Linked DNA regions of Zea mays: all the other regions are linked to region 2. A link is a contact called in public Hi-C data. All regions are on one chromosome and are shown on one strand. The core of a region is the stretch at or near the end of the contact, and the rest is flanking DNA. Distances in the headings are between cores, read along the strand shown. Region 1 holds the start of LOC100283804 (erwinia induced protein 1). Region 2 holds the start of LOC103631336 (putative transcription elongation factor SPT5 homolog 1). Region 3 has its middle 13 kb from the start of LOC103629888.

The links. A called contact is a pair of places that touch in the nucleus more often than the background predicts.
Region 1: a Hi-C map of leaf shows a contact between it and region 2, with 4 times the contacts expected there. The contact joins the promoter of LOC100283804 here to the promoter of LOC103631336 in region 2. A contact is called at or near these places in 4 of 25 Hi-C or Micro-C datasets (leaf and an unstated tissue).
Region 3: a Hi-C map of leaf shows a contact between it and region 2, with 4 times the contacts expected there. The contact joins the enhancer-like site here to the promoter of LOC103631336 in region 2. A contact is called at or near these places in 4 of 25 Hi-C or Micro-C datasets (bundle sheath, ear, leaf and 1 more).

What each region holds. Positions count from the first base shown.
Region 1 is chr6:120,926,571-120,930,684 of Zm-B73-REFERENCE-NAM-5.0, forward strand. LOC100283804 (erwinia induced protein 1) reads left to right here and starts at 2,144. Exons shown (of 5, transcript NM_001156703.2): 1 at 2,144-2,978; 2 at 3,766-3,883; 3 at 3,962-4,114. The coding sequence starts at 2,315.
Region 2 is chr6:120,735,804-120,739,848 of Zm-B73-REFERENCE-NAM-5.0, forward strand. It overlaps LOC103631336 (putative transcription elongation factor SPT5 homolog 1), which reads right to left and starts at 1,524. Exons shown (of 22, transcript XM_020539445.2): 1 at 988-1,524. The coding sequence starts at 1,333.
Region 3 is chr6:120,884,066-120,887,988 of Zm-B73-REFERENCE-NAM-5.0, forward strand. No RefSeq gene overlaps it. Among protein-coding and RNA genes, the nearest start is that of LOC103629888, 13 kb to the right of the region's middle. Within about 2 kb of position 2,241, at least 18 of the 20 cell types and tissues checked have an H3K27ac peak or open chromatin away from gene starts, as enhancers often do. A contact at or near this core is called in bundle sheath, ear, leaf and 1 more, where this site is marked.

The sequences.
Region 1 (4,114 bases), core at 894-3,393, 190 kb after region 2:
GGTGCATAGGACTAGCACCATTTGAGGTCCGGTGCACACTAATTGTGTGTAGATTTTTGCGTGCTTAACCACCCGCTATATGGGTGGTTTGGGGTTATAAATACCACCCTAACCAGTACATTGAACATCTAAGAGCTAAGCAATAAGTTCTATACACAAGTGCAACACCTCCAAGTGATAAAAGAGCCTCAAGTGTCCAAAATAGTGAAGTGAGTCTAGATATAGCCATTTTGAAAGGAAATTGTGGCCTAATCTGTTTCTACACTTGTTTTGGTGCTTGATGACCATTATAATCACTTGGACTAACTAGTTTACCAAGTATATGATCATAGGTTCATAAGATCAACCAATATGCTTCTAAGTCAAAAAACAACTCAAATCTAGCCAATTATGGGTAAAACTTGGAAGAGAAGAACTGCATGTCTGCAGTACCTGCTTGACATTCTGAGCCACGTTCGGAACATCGTGGACCTCGACATCCACCGTGGGGCCGCTATTGCCTAGCCGTTGCCCAATTTCACACTGGGGTTGACCTCCGTGCCTTGGCGATGCCTTCTCGGGGCGCCCCGTCCGTGGTATTCGCGAACCTTATCTAGGCGTATGACGAGACCGCCCAATAAGATGTGAAAACTGGAATGGCTGATGGTTAATAGGTATGCATGTTGGGAAAGCTAGAAGTCTAAAATAGCTGACAATAGCTCATAGCATGTACAGAAACCTGCAATGCACTTGTTTTCTACCTGCCAGATTTGCTACAGGGCAAACTACACCCTAGAAAATGGGCTTGCCTGATAGTGCCATTAATCAGGATGTGCCTGATAAGAGCAGTTGAAGAGTCATTGAAGTCATCTCTTGTTGATACATGGGATGAACTAAAAATATAAAGCTACAAACAGGCGCCAAATCAGCCCTTTGATACGTGGGTGACTCCATTCCTCCAGAAGAACTTGAAAAGGTCATGGCACATTGTAAAGACATTGCTGCACAAAAAGGCTACCAAAGAAGCCGCCGAGAAGGCTAAGATTCAGACAAACAATATTGGGCACAAACTTCTGTCTAAGATGGGTTGGAGGGAACGTTTGTCCCTGAATACTTAATACAATTACAATAATCCCTCTTATACGTCATCACTAATCTCCATGCCTTCCCGCGGCCTGCAGGAGCTGGGGTTGACAGCGCGGGTGGGGGTTCACGGGCGTGGGGTGATTTAAAGCGGAGATCCAACTTGTGTTTAGTTACACATGTCAGTTGACGCCCTTCTCGCCCAGCACCACCTTCCATCGATCTGTTGTGATGCAGATCCATCATGATCGTTTCCTTCATTGGCGGCGAGGCTTGCAGAGGGGTGTGGATCTAGTGGGCGAGCGAGATTTCCGCGGTGGACGGTTGGGAGGATGGGGCAACACGATGTGTGGGGCGGGGGGGGGGGGGGGTCTACACTATTGACTTGATAGATAGCAGAGAAGAGATTGGAAGATACAACTCCAACTACTCGTGTTTGAAAAAAATGGGCCTCAAAATTCGTTTGGTTTAAGGTGGATCCATGTCTAATTAAATCCAATGAATATAGCTAACACCGCGCACAAAATTATGTCCCATTGCAACACATCGACGTATTTGCGACTTTATTTGTTTTAAATTATAAGTACATATTTTTGTACTGGTATATAGATATAAAATATATTAATATATATAAGTCTATAAATAACAAAATAATTTATAATTTAGAACAAAAGGAGCAATAACTAATGCAAATATTAATGAGGTTTTTGGAGAAAAACTAATAATTGAGATTACAGGGTAGACTGTGGTCATGGTCCGAAAATGCCAACCTTGGCCCAATCCAGGCCCAAGCTCTGTTCCGTTACGATCGTCAATGTTTCCGTTGTGCAACGGGACACGTGGACGGTGGACCAATGTTGTGGCCCACACATCACAGTAACAGAGCGTTTGTAGACCTGGTCACGAGACATTTGTCCCCCCGTCTCCCACACAGGCCACGTATTTCAAGCTCAACGTCTCCCTGGGAAGAAGTGTCCCCGTCCTTGCATGTTGACCAAACTAGCCACTGTCTCACAGACGTGTGGGCCTTAGTATCGCTAACCCCATCCGTCATTGACAGTCCAGACACCTCCGTCTGCGCACACATTTCACCTACTCTCCACACAGTTCACACCCAACACTTGAGCTCACACAATCACGCTACAGAGCGCAGAGCTGCACGCTCCACCGGCGAACTCACCTCGGCCGCCCTCCTCTGCCAGATAGCCTCCCTCTACTATTCAAGCCCAAACCCTAAATCCTCGGTTCCCAAATGGCGACGCCGCCGACTGCGCTGCTGTTGCTCCTCGCGGCGGCAGCGGCATTCCACGGCGCGACGGCGAAGACGACGATCGAGCCGTGCTCTGGCGCGGACGCGTGCCCGGCTCTTCTGGGCTACAAGCTCTACGCGGACATGAAGGTGTCCGAGGTGGCGGCGCTCTTCGGCGCCGACCCGGCAGCGGTACTGGCTGCCAACGCGCTGGACTTCGCCTCTCCAGGCGCCGCCAACCGCATCCTCCCCGCGGGAACACCCCTCCGCGTGCCCACCCGCTGCGCCTGCGCCGACGGCGTCCGCAAGTCCGTCGCCATCCGCTACGCCGCCCGGCCTTCCGACACGCTCGGCTCCATCTCCGAGGTCGTCTTCGCCGGCCTCCCCTCGGCCGACCAGATCCGCACCGCCAACGGGCTCGCCGCCGAGGACCCCGACGCGCCGCTCAACCCGGGCCAGGAGCTCGTCATCCCGCTCCCCTGCGTCTGCTTCAACTCCACCGACAACAACCTCCCCGCTGTGTACCTCTCCTATGTCGTGCAGGTCGGGGACACCGTGGAATCCATCGCCGCCAGCCACACAACCACCGTCACTGATATCAGCAATGTGAACGCCATGGGGAGCCCCATTGTCGCACCAGGCGACATCCTTGCCATACCATTGTCTGGTAAACAGTCACTCATTGGACTGCACAAGATTGGAATAAACTGCCGTGGCAATTGCAGAGAATTTTATAAGCCATAACTTTGGCAAACATTCCATCACTTTTCTGTCAAATTAACTATAAATTGATTGAAAACATATGTTGTTTCAAGTTCTGTAGGAATCTAGTTTCCCAATAACCGCCCAGCATTTTTATTCTTATGATTGTCAATAACCTTAGATCAGGGAACATAACCTGAAGTATTGGTTGACTGTTGACAGGTGTACCTTTGTGAAAGTCTAAAGGGGTAGTTCTGTAAAGGCTCAATTTAACGTTACATAGTTACATTAGGCCCTTCTAAACTAGTTATAAGGCATTGCCAGTATTTGGATTTTTCAAACGCAGGATGCAGTAATGGCTTTAAACTTTAAAATTAAAGTACCACTTGAAATGGCTGATCTATGATTAGGTGGGACAAGCCAAGCTTGCAGCGGCTAGGTTGTGAAAGATTTTCTTTTCTGTGTTTGTGTGGTATATGTGAACAATTCTATTTGCTATGGTTCATGAATTTTAGCAAGGGTTGCTTTGAGTGAATATAGTATTCAGTGCATTAGCTAAAGATAACTTATAAAAATGTGCAGTGACAGGTTTTCATTTTTTATGGAAGTGTCTTTCACTTTCATGGAGGCATATCTTTTGTTTTGCTGATTGATTCAATAATGATCGTTGAGAAGGATACTTTCTAATTGTGCCGTTCTCTCTGCTGATCAGTACTTCCTTTCTAACGACAACCATTTGTTTCTTTCATTAGCTTGCGCCTCAGCATTTCCTAACTCTGCTTCGGACTATGGATTGCTTGTGGCAAATGGAACCTATGCACTGACTGCTGGTAACTGTGTGGAGTGCAGTTGTGGGCCAGCGAATCTCAAGTAAACTTACCCTTCTGTTCAATGTAGTTTTCTTGCCTTTTATTTGTTTTGGACTGTAACACCCTTATTTCTTTGTAGTTTGTATTGCACACCGTCTTCACTATCAGCATCATGTTCAAGTATGCAATGCTCTAATAGCAGCTTAATTCTTGGTAATGTGACTGCACAACCCACCACTGGTGGCTGCAGTGTCTCATCTTGCAACTATGATGGCTATGTCAATGGAACCAT
Region 2 (4,045 bases), core at 274-2,773:
TTCAGTCTAGAGGGCATAATTTTTTCCTGCTTCATAAGGCTAAATAATTTGAATTATGATACAATTTATGAATGGATATTCAATTTGGTGCCAAGGCTTTGTCAAGCTTCAAGTATCTTATCCAACATTCAAAAAAATGAAACTAATTAATTTGATAGCATAAGAAGATTAAAGTTCAGTCAACTGTATGCAGTGTTTGGTACAGTGTTAATATGGCAATGAGAACTGGCTCTTTCCAGTCCTTTCAAGTAGCTTTTGAAAAATGATAACAGCAGGCCCATAGGTTTGTTCTCATAGGCAGTTCTGCATGCCTAAAATTATCAGACAGAACAAATCCAAGTCTCCAGTTGCAGTGCAAGTTCAGGCCCTAGCATCAAGTTTGCCACAATACCATCCAACTAAGTCTGGTTCCTTATACCCCTAAAAATTATGTCTGACCAAACCACCGTTGCTATAAGCTTACATAAAGGAAATTAATATATATTAGATCAACTTGAGGTTGAACAACAAAGCATTATCAACTGAACAGATAATTAAGACGGGATCTCCACAGGCACTAACAAGTTCATGAAACATATTGGGAGTGTGCTTCAGCTAACTTTTTGATCTAGAAAAAACTAGTCTTTTGCTAATCACCATCACCTAGGGTGCACCTCTATCAAACAATTTATCTAAACATGACTAAGCTTCATTTTAAGATCTGGAGAAGAGGCGAACATCAAAATTAGCTGTTTTAGCTACACAACTGCTACGAAACTAAATTTCTTGCCAACCTGCAGCTACTACCTAGTCATGAAAACAAAACAAAAGAGATGGATTCCGCCTAGAGCATGAAGTGTTACAGAAATTGCTAATTTCTCGTTGTATTCCCAAATCCAGTTCTGGAAATCGACCAAATTAGGTCACAGATCTCAACAAAGACTGGAGAAATACCACCCAAGTCATAAACAGAGCATCACGACGCAATAAAATAGGGCGACCACTCACCGTCCTCTCCCTCGCCTTCGTCCTCTTCTTCCTCATCCTCGTCGACCTGGGCCTCCTCGTCGAAGAACCCTCGCACCCCGCCGCCGCCCTTCTTCCTCGGCCGGCCCCCGCCGTCGTCGTCGTCGTCCTCGTCCTCGTCCTCGATGGCCGAGTCGTCGATGAAGTTGTCTTCGCGTGACCGCTTCCGCCCGCCGCCACCCTTGCCACCGCCGCGGGAGGCCTTCCCGCGCCTCGCCTCCTCCTCGTAGTCGTCTTCCTCATCCTCGTCATCCTCCTCCTCGTCCAAGTCGTATGCCTCCTCCTCGACCTCTTCCTCGTCGTCGTCGTCGTGGTCGCGGCGAGCCATGGATTTGGCGGCTAGGTTTTCGAGCTCTCGCGGGGATGCACGCGGAGGAAGGGGAAACTCCTCGCGGCGAGTCGTGCGAGGGAAGAGGCGAGGCCGCGCACGCGTAGGTGTAGAGCCGAGCCGCCTCGCGACTCCGCGAAGCCGCGCGTAGGGCTGCCAAGCCCCGGCTAAATTAATCGGAAAACCAAACTGTAATCGGAAATGAAACCGAAATTAATCATTATCAATTTGGTATATGTTTCAGAAAACTGAAAAAAAAATCAATAAAATTTCGGTTTTAGATCTCAAACAGGTTCAGCTCTACTAGCTCTACCTTCAAAAAAAACTAAAATAGACGACGCTTTCATAGAATTTTCGAAGCTCCGTAATTCAAAAACATTGTTTTCATACTTTCCCGTGAATTTGCACAAAAAAATACACATCATATCATTGGTTATATGACCTACTGATTCATGTCTCTTTCTCCACCCGCTAATCATCAAGGATAACTAGTTAGACCCTGTTTGTTTCAGATTATAATCTCTCCAGATTATATAATTCAGCGCAAATAATCCAGCAGATAAACAAACACCTAAATTATGGGTTCAGATTATATAATCTAAACCCCAGATTATGATAATCTTATAATCTCCTCAAGAGTGGCTTATTTAAGATTATTTTGGCAAAAGACCAACTACTCATGGTTATGTAAATAGAAATTAAATATATACCATCCTTTTTTCTCACCTCAAATAAACAAATAAGGATATTGTTGTCTTTATAAATAATCTACATTTGTATAATCTAAACTACCAAACAACTACATGTAGATTATAATATATCTAGATTATAATCTGGATTATATAATTTAGATTATAATCCAGATTATATAATCTATAAGCTGAAACAAACATGTCCTTAGTTGTCCGTGCGTTGCGACTGTACACGAACACCGCTGATAAAAGCATTAGTAGTAATTAATTTTGGATCACTTCATGAGATGTGCTCTCCCGACAGAAGGAAAAGAAGGAAAGACACATTCATTTTTTATTCATCAATTAGAACAAAGTAGAAGAAGCAACTAAACACCATACATGTTCATATATCAAACTCATATATTGTCCATGTGGGGGACAGATATCCCCGGGTCCACTAAAAGAGTAAAAGACCTCACGAAAGGCCCAAGGGCCCAATAAATCGTAAGGTCATTCTTTCATGTCCCTGGGGAGGGACAATCAACAAAGCAGATCGACATGAGGCCGGATTGATGCCAGTCCGGATGGCCCACAACGTCGAGCGAGCGACCACAACAGAGATCCGACTTTCCCGCGCTGGAGCCCCCATGCAACGGAGCCATGCGGGGATAAGTCGGCAGAACTACAGGGAGATAAACTCAAACAGTTCACTATCTTTTAGCTATACATTGTTATCATATCCACGTGTATTACCCCACGGTCGAGTATATAAGGCCTAGGGGGCACCCCTTCAGAACGATCGACCTATTACTCAGCCACCCACCTCAACTCTCTGCGTTCTCAATTCAGAGAGCTCCCTTGTAACCTCATTCACCAAGCATATTCACCAGGACGTAGGGTGTTACGCATCTCCAAGCGGCCCGAACCTGTAAACATTGTCTATTGTCCCTCGTGCATCTGGCACGAACCATTTTGCTACAGTCGGCGACACCGTCCTACTCCTAAAAACACCTTGAGGGGCAACCCCGGGTGTGCGGTCGGACCCAAAACACCGACAGCTGGCGCGCCAGGTAGGGGGTGTGTCGACGACCCAAGCTAGCTCAATGGCCGTCACCTTCCACAGCAAGATCACCCTCCGTCCTGGATCCGTATTCTGCTTCGGAACAATCTCGTCCGTAGCAGATGAAGAGGGAACTCTACACCGCATTGCGGACCCGCCGGAAAAGAAGTCTCCTCCAACAAACTCCGAAAATGTCGGAGAAGCGCAACCTCCAGCTCTCCGGAAAAAGATTGTCCCCGGAAAGTCAGGGGCCGAGGGCCCGCTGACCCGGAGAACTCCACTGTCTACTTGTCGGCGTTTCGAGACAGGGGGGTCCCTAAGCCGACGAGTGAGTGTGCTGCGTGCCCCAGCCCAGATGGGTCGAGCGTGTGGGCGAGCGCGAAGGGGGGAGAGGCGAGGTGGCCGGAGTCGGGCGTGAGAGAGGTGGAAGTCCCGCGGCCTTCGTGTTCGTCCCGCGCCCAGGTCGGGTGCGCTTGCAGTAGGGGGGTTACAAGCGTCCACGCGGGTGAGGGAAGCGAGTGGCCCCAAGAGAGCGCCTGTCCCGTCCTCGGTCCCGCGCGGCCAACCTTCTCTAAGAAGGCCCTGGTCCTCCCTTTTATAGTCGTAAGGAGAGGATCCAGGTGTACAATGGGGGGTGTAGCAGAGTGCTACGTGTCTAGCGGAAAGAGAGCTAGCGCCCTAGGTACATGCCAATGTGGCAGCCGGAGAGGTCTTGGCACCTTGCTGGCGTGATGCCGTGGCTGTCGAAGGAGCGACGGAGCCTGGCGGAGGGACAGCTGTTGGAGCGGTCGAGTCCTTGCTGACGTCGCCCTGCTTCCCTAAGAGAGCTGAGGGCCGCCGTCGTCACAGAGCTCGTGGAGCGCCATCATTGCCCATCCGGCGGAGCTGGCCGGATGGGACGCCGGTCTTGTTCTCCGTGACCCGAGTCGATTCGGGGTAGGATGATGATGGCGCTTCCTGTTGACGTGGCGGGCCTGT
Region 3 (3,923 bases), core at 991-3,490, 150 kb after region 2:
TGTCAGTAGCATATTTAATTCAACTTTATCAAAAACTAGATTAATTCATCTTACAACCTCATACCGTATACGATTAAGCTTCATACGAATGTTCGTTTATTTTACATGTCTTCATTTGTATCAATGTTTTTCTGAATTTATATAAGAAGAAACAATGTAATTTTGTTGTTTTATTCTCTCGATACTTATGAGTATTGTTGAATGGTTGCTTTGTTACATTTATTGAAGATAATTCTTCTTGCAAGCCAAAGATAAAAACATCGTCGCTCAAAATATGAAGGATCAAAAACTTGTCTAGTAATATAACCTTCCTTATCATTTAGATACTTATTATCCTTTACATTTTTCAAATGTTGTCTCTTATAACTAGTATTGAAGAATTACAATTTTTGATCAATTTTATGCTCATCTAAGACTTGATTTTGTTTAATATATACCATATGTATACTATAAAATTGTTGTTATGTAATATATTTTGGTATTATACATACCAAATTGTTAGGTTTTATATGGTATGTTACATAAAAAAAAGTTATCGCTTAACAATTTCGATTACCCATCTCTAAATTCTAGGTACGCCACTGTTTATAATAGAGATGTTGGGCCTAAACCCATTACTCACAGGCCTATTACAATACAACCACTATATCTCTAACAACAATTATTGTTCCTTAAGTCACTGATTAATCCATACATTACTTTATAACTAATGTATGTATAACCATCCATCTGCAATTTCATCTATGTTCTGAATCTTGTCTCCTATTTATGTGACTTGCTGTTATCACTCCTGGATGCTTCGACTGTTTGTATCTTCAAAAATTAACCCTACTAAGCTTCTTCATATTTGAACACTGCAGTTTCCACAGCAAGTGTTCTTCTCTAATAGACAGCTAAAAAGGATATGCTTATGCAGCGGTCTACTAGACAGCTAAAAGGATATCCTTATGCAGCGGTTCTGAGACTAACTTCTGAAACTTCTCATGTGTGAAGCAGTTAGTTTGCTACTGCATGCCTCCAAAGTTTCCAAGCACCGTGAAATGATTCTAGCTAGGGATCTACTTGTTTATGCTAGTTGGTATCTGTATATTCCCAATACCGCACTATGTCTGAATTATCATGGAAGTTTGGGCCTTCTGTCTTCTAAGCAGCAAAACTTGCAGTTGCCAACACTTGATCTCGTGTTGTATCCTCTTTCATCTTGTTGGCTGATCTGAACGTTAATCACTATGATGAGTATCGTCGACGGTGCTCTCTGAGGTAGCGCGGACGGTCCGCGACCTAGGAGTAAAGGAATGAAAGATATATTAATTTGATTCGATTGTTGGTGTTTGAATTGACATACCCCTTCAAATATATAGGGAGAGGTCTGGATCCGTTTTTAGTCGTCCTCCAACAACTTCCACGAGTTTAGAGGGAGAAACATGCGTGGAGACAGGAGTTAATTCGCCTGATATAATCTAATTGTGGACTGTCCATGCCTAAGACCGGACCGTCCACAAGTCGGACTCCGGGCTTCAGGGTCAGACTGTTCTGTCGTGTCCAGTGTCACAAACGATGCTCAACAATGTATAACTAACTAGTTTACTTATACGTTGCATGGTCTAGGCGTCAAATCGACAGTGATCTGAACTGACTAGTATTAACTCGAAACGTTAAATTCTAGTCAACTTTAACGACGTGGCGTGTTATGATTGGTCCACACGAGCGTCACATCAGCTCATGTTTTTATTTCTGACTAACTAAGGTATAAGAAATTCTTAAAAAAAATTGAAAGCAATTGTGGAATTCGACATATGAAATTCTTTGGCTCCAAGAATTATGTGAATTTTTTTATTTATACTTTATGACATTTGTAATTTTTATTTATGTTTTAAACGTTTGTAGTCATAAATGTTTGGTTATTTTTTAAGATTAAACCAAACATAAATCCATAACAGTTGAGAGGTGGCCACCAACCACTAAGGACAGAGCGTGTACAATACAGTCTGCAGTTCCTAGTACCCCTTTCCAGTTTGCACCTACGGCCCGGCGACGCGGTGGGCGCCCATGTGCGCGCGTCGTGGCCTGGGCCAGCACGGCATGTTATTCTTCTTCGGGCCCGGTTCCGCACGGCCGGGCAAGGCATGATTCATGCGGGGTTTTTAGGCTGACGCCTGCCGGTGGTAGAGTACGTGGTGCCAGTGGGCCGCTCGGGCACGCGCGCGTCCTTGCGAAGCGGGCCCAGATGGACAGCGACGGCCTTTGGTCGTAGCCTCGTACTCAATGTTCGTACTAGTAGTAGAATTTTCGGTAGGACACACTACACAGGACAAGGCTTCCTTCCTTCCTGGTCGGGGTCTCGGTCTCGACCACAAGTCAAGGGCGGTTCTGTAGCGAGGGCCATGCAACTGGACCACTTGAGTCAGAGTCAGCAGCGCATCAGCAGATGGAATGGAACGGAATCCGAGGTGCAGTAGTGCATAAGAGAGTAGGGTTTAGGGCAGAGCATATGTTGTGGCGAGCGAAATCGATGCAGGCCCGGAAGTTGACGACGGTCCCATTGGATAGCCTACAGAATGGCCAGCCCAGCCCAGCAGCCGAGGGAAGAAAGGTGTGTGTGCCAGTCACGCAAAAAAGCACGCGACCTCAGCCGATTGTGCAGCTGGATGCGCAGGAGTACTCCTCTCCGTCCGTAGCGGGAGCCGGGAGGAGACGGGAGACCCAGTCACTCAAGTGCTGACGAGGCCAGCCACTCCATGATTAGCCGCCGGCATGCATGACAACCCCCACATGGCCACATGCGCATGATGCCCTGCAGTCCTGCAGCACCCAGCACCGGGGGTCCGGCGCCAGCGCCAGCGACTCGGGGGCCGAAACGTATCCAGCGCGCGGCGCGGTGTCTGCTGCGTCGGCCCCCCGCGAGCGAGCGAGCGAGCGGCTGGCGCGCGCGGACCAAGCGCAGCCGCACGCTCCCGGCGAGGACGGCACGCACTCGCCATCCCTGTTGCTTTTAACGCGACGTCGACGTCGACGTCCGTGGCCAACACTGCCAAATTGCTGTACGCCTGTACCTGTACCTGTACTATACCACCACGTATTTAGAACTTAGGGTGTGTTTGGTTTGACTTTTGGCTTTGGCTTTTGCCCCCCTAAAAGCCAAAAGCCAACCAAAAGACTGGATCCAGGAAACAGCTTTTTCTAAAAGCCAACTTTCTCGTAGTGCAAATCTGAAAGCACCTCTGGACCTGCTTTTAGTGGCTTTTCAGATGGAACTGTGAAAACATATATCGAAGAATTTTTAACGACTTTTAATGGTTTCCACCAAATGATTTTTAGCTTTTTAACAGCTTACAGCCTACAGCAGCTTTTTCCACAGCTCACAGCCCACAGCAACTTTTTTCACAGCCACAGCCCAACCAAACAGACCCTTATAGCAAGCCATGGCTCAGAACATCTCCATCTCCGGCAGGTCCCTACTATCATCCCACACCTGTCATATTAAACGAGATAAAGCCATTTTAACTTACTTAGAATTTAAACACACCTAATTCAACTCAATCCAAATGGATTGAGACCGACAAGTGTCTCGATTTTATTCCTTACCCACAAACCAACAAATTTCTCTACCACACTATACACCTCACCTGCGGCCTGCGGTGCGCCGACTTTTTTTTTTCTTTTCACCAGAAAAGCAGCAATGATTCTGCCCAGGAATATTCCCTGGAGTGTGCGCATCTGTACTTGCCCCTTTCCGCCATCACGTACTAGTTTTTAGCGCAAACGCACTCGATCTGCCCCTTCCGGTCGTCCACCCCCCTAGCGTCTCTGTTCAGCCCTACTGTTCCCGCTAACCCAACCCAGTAGATCGTTGCAGCCTGCTGCTTGATGCATTTTTCTTCTTCTTTTTCTTTTTTACCGAAGCGATCAGACTGAACTTCATA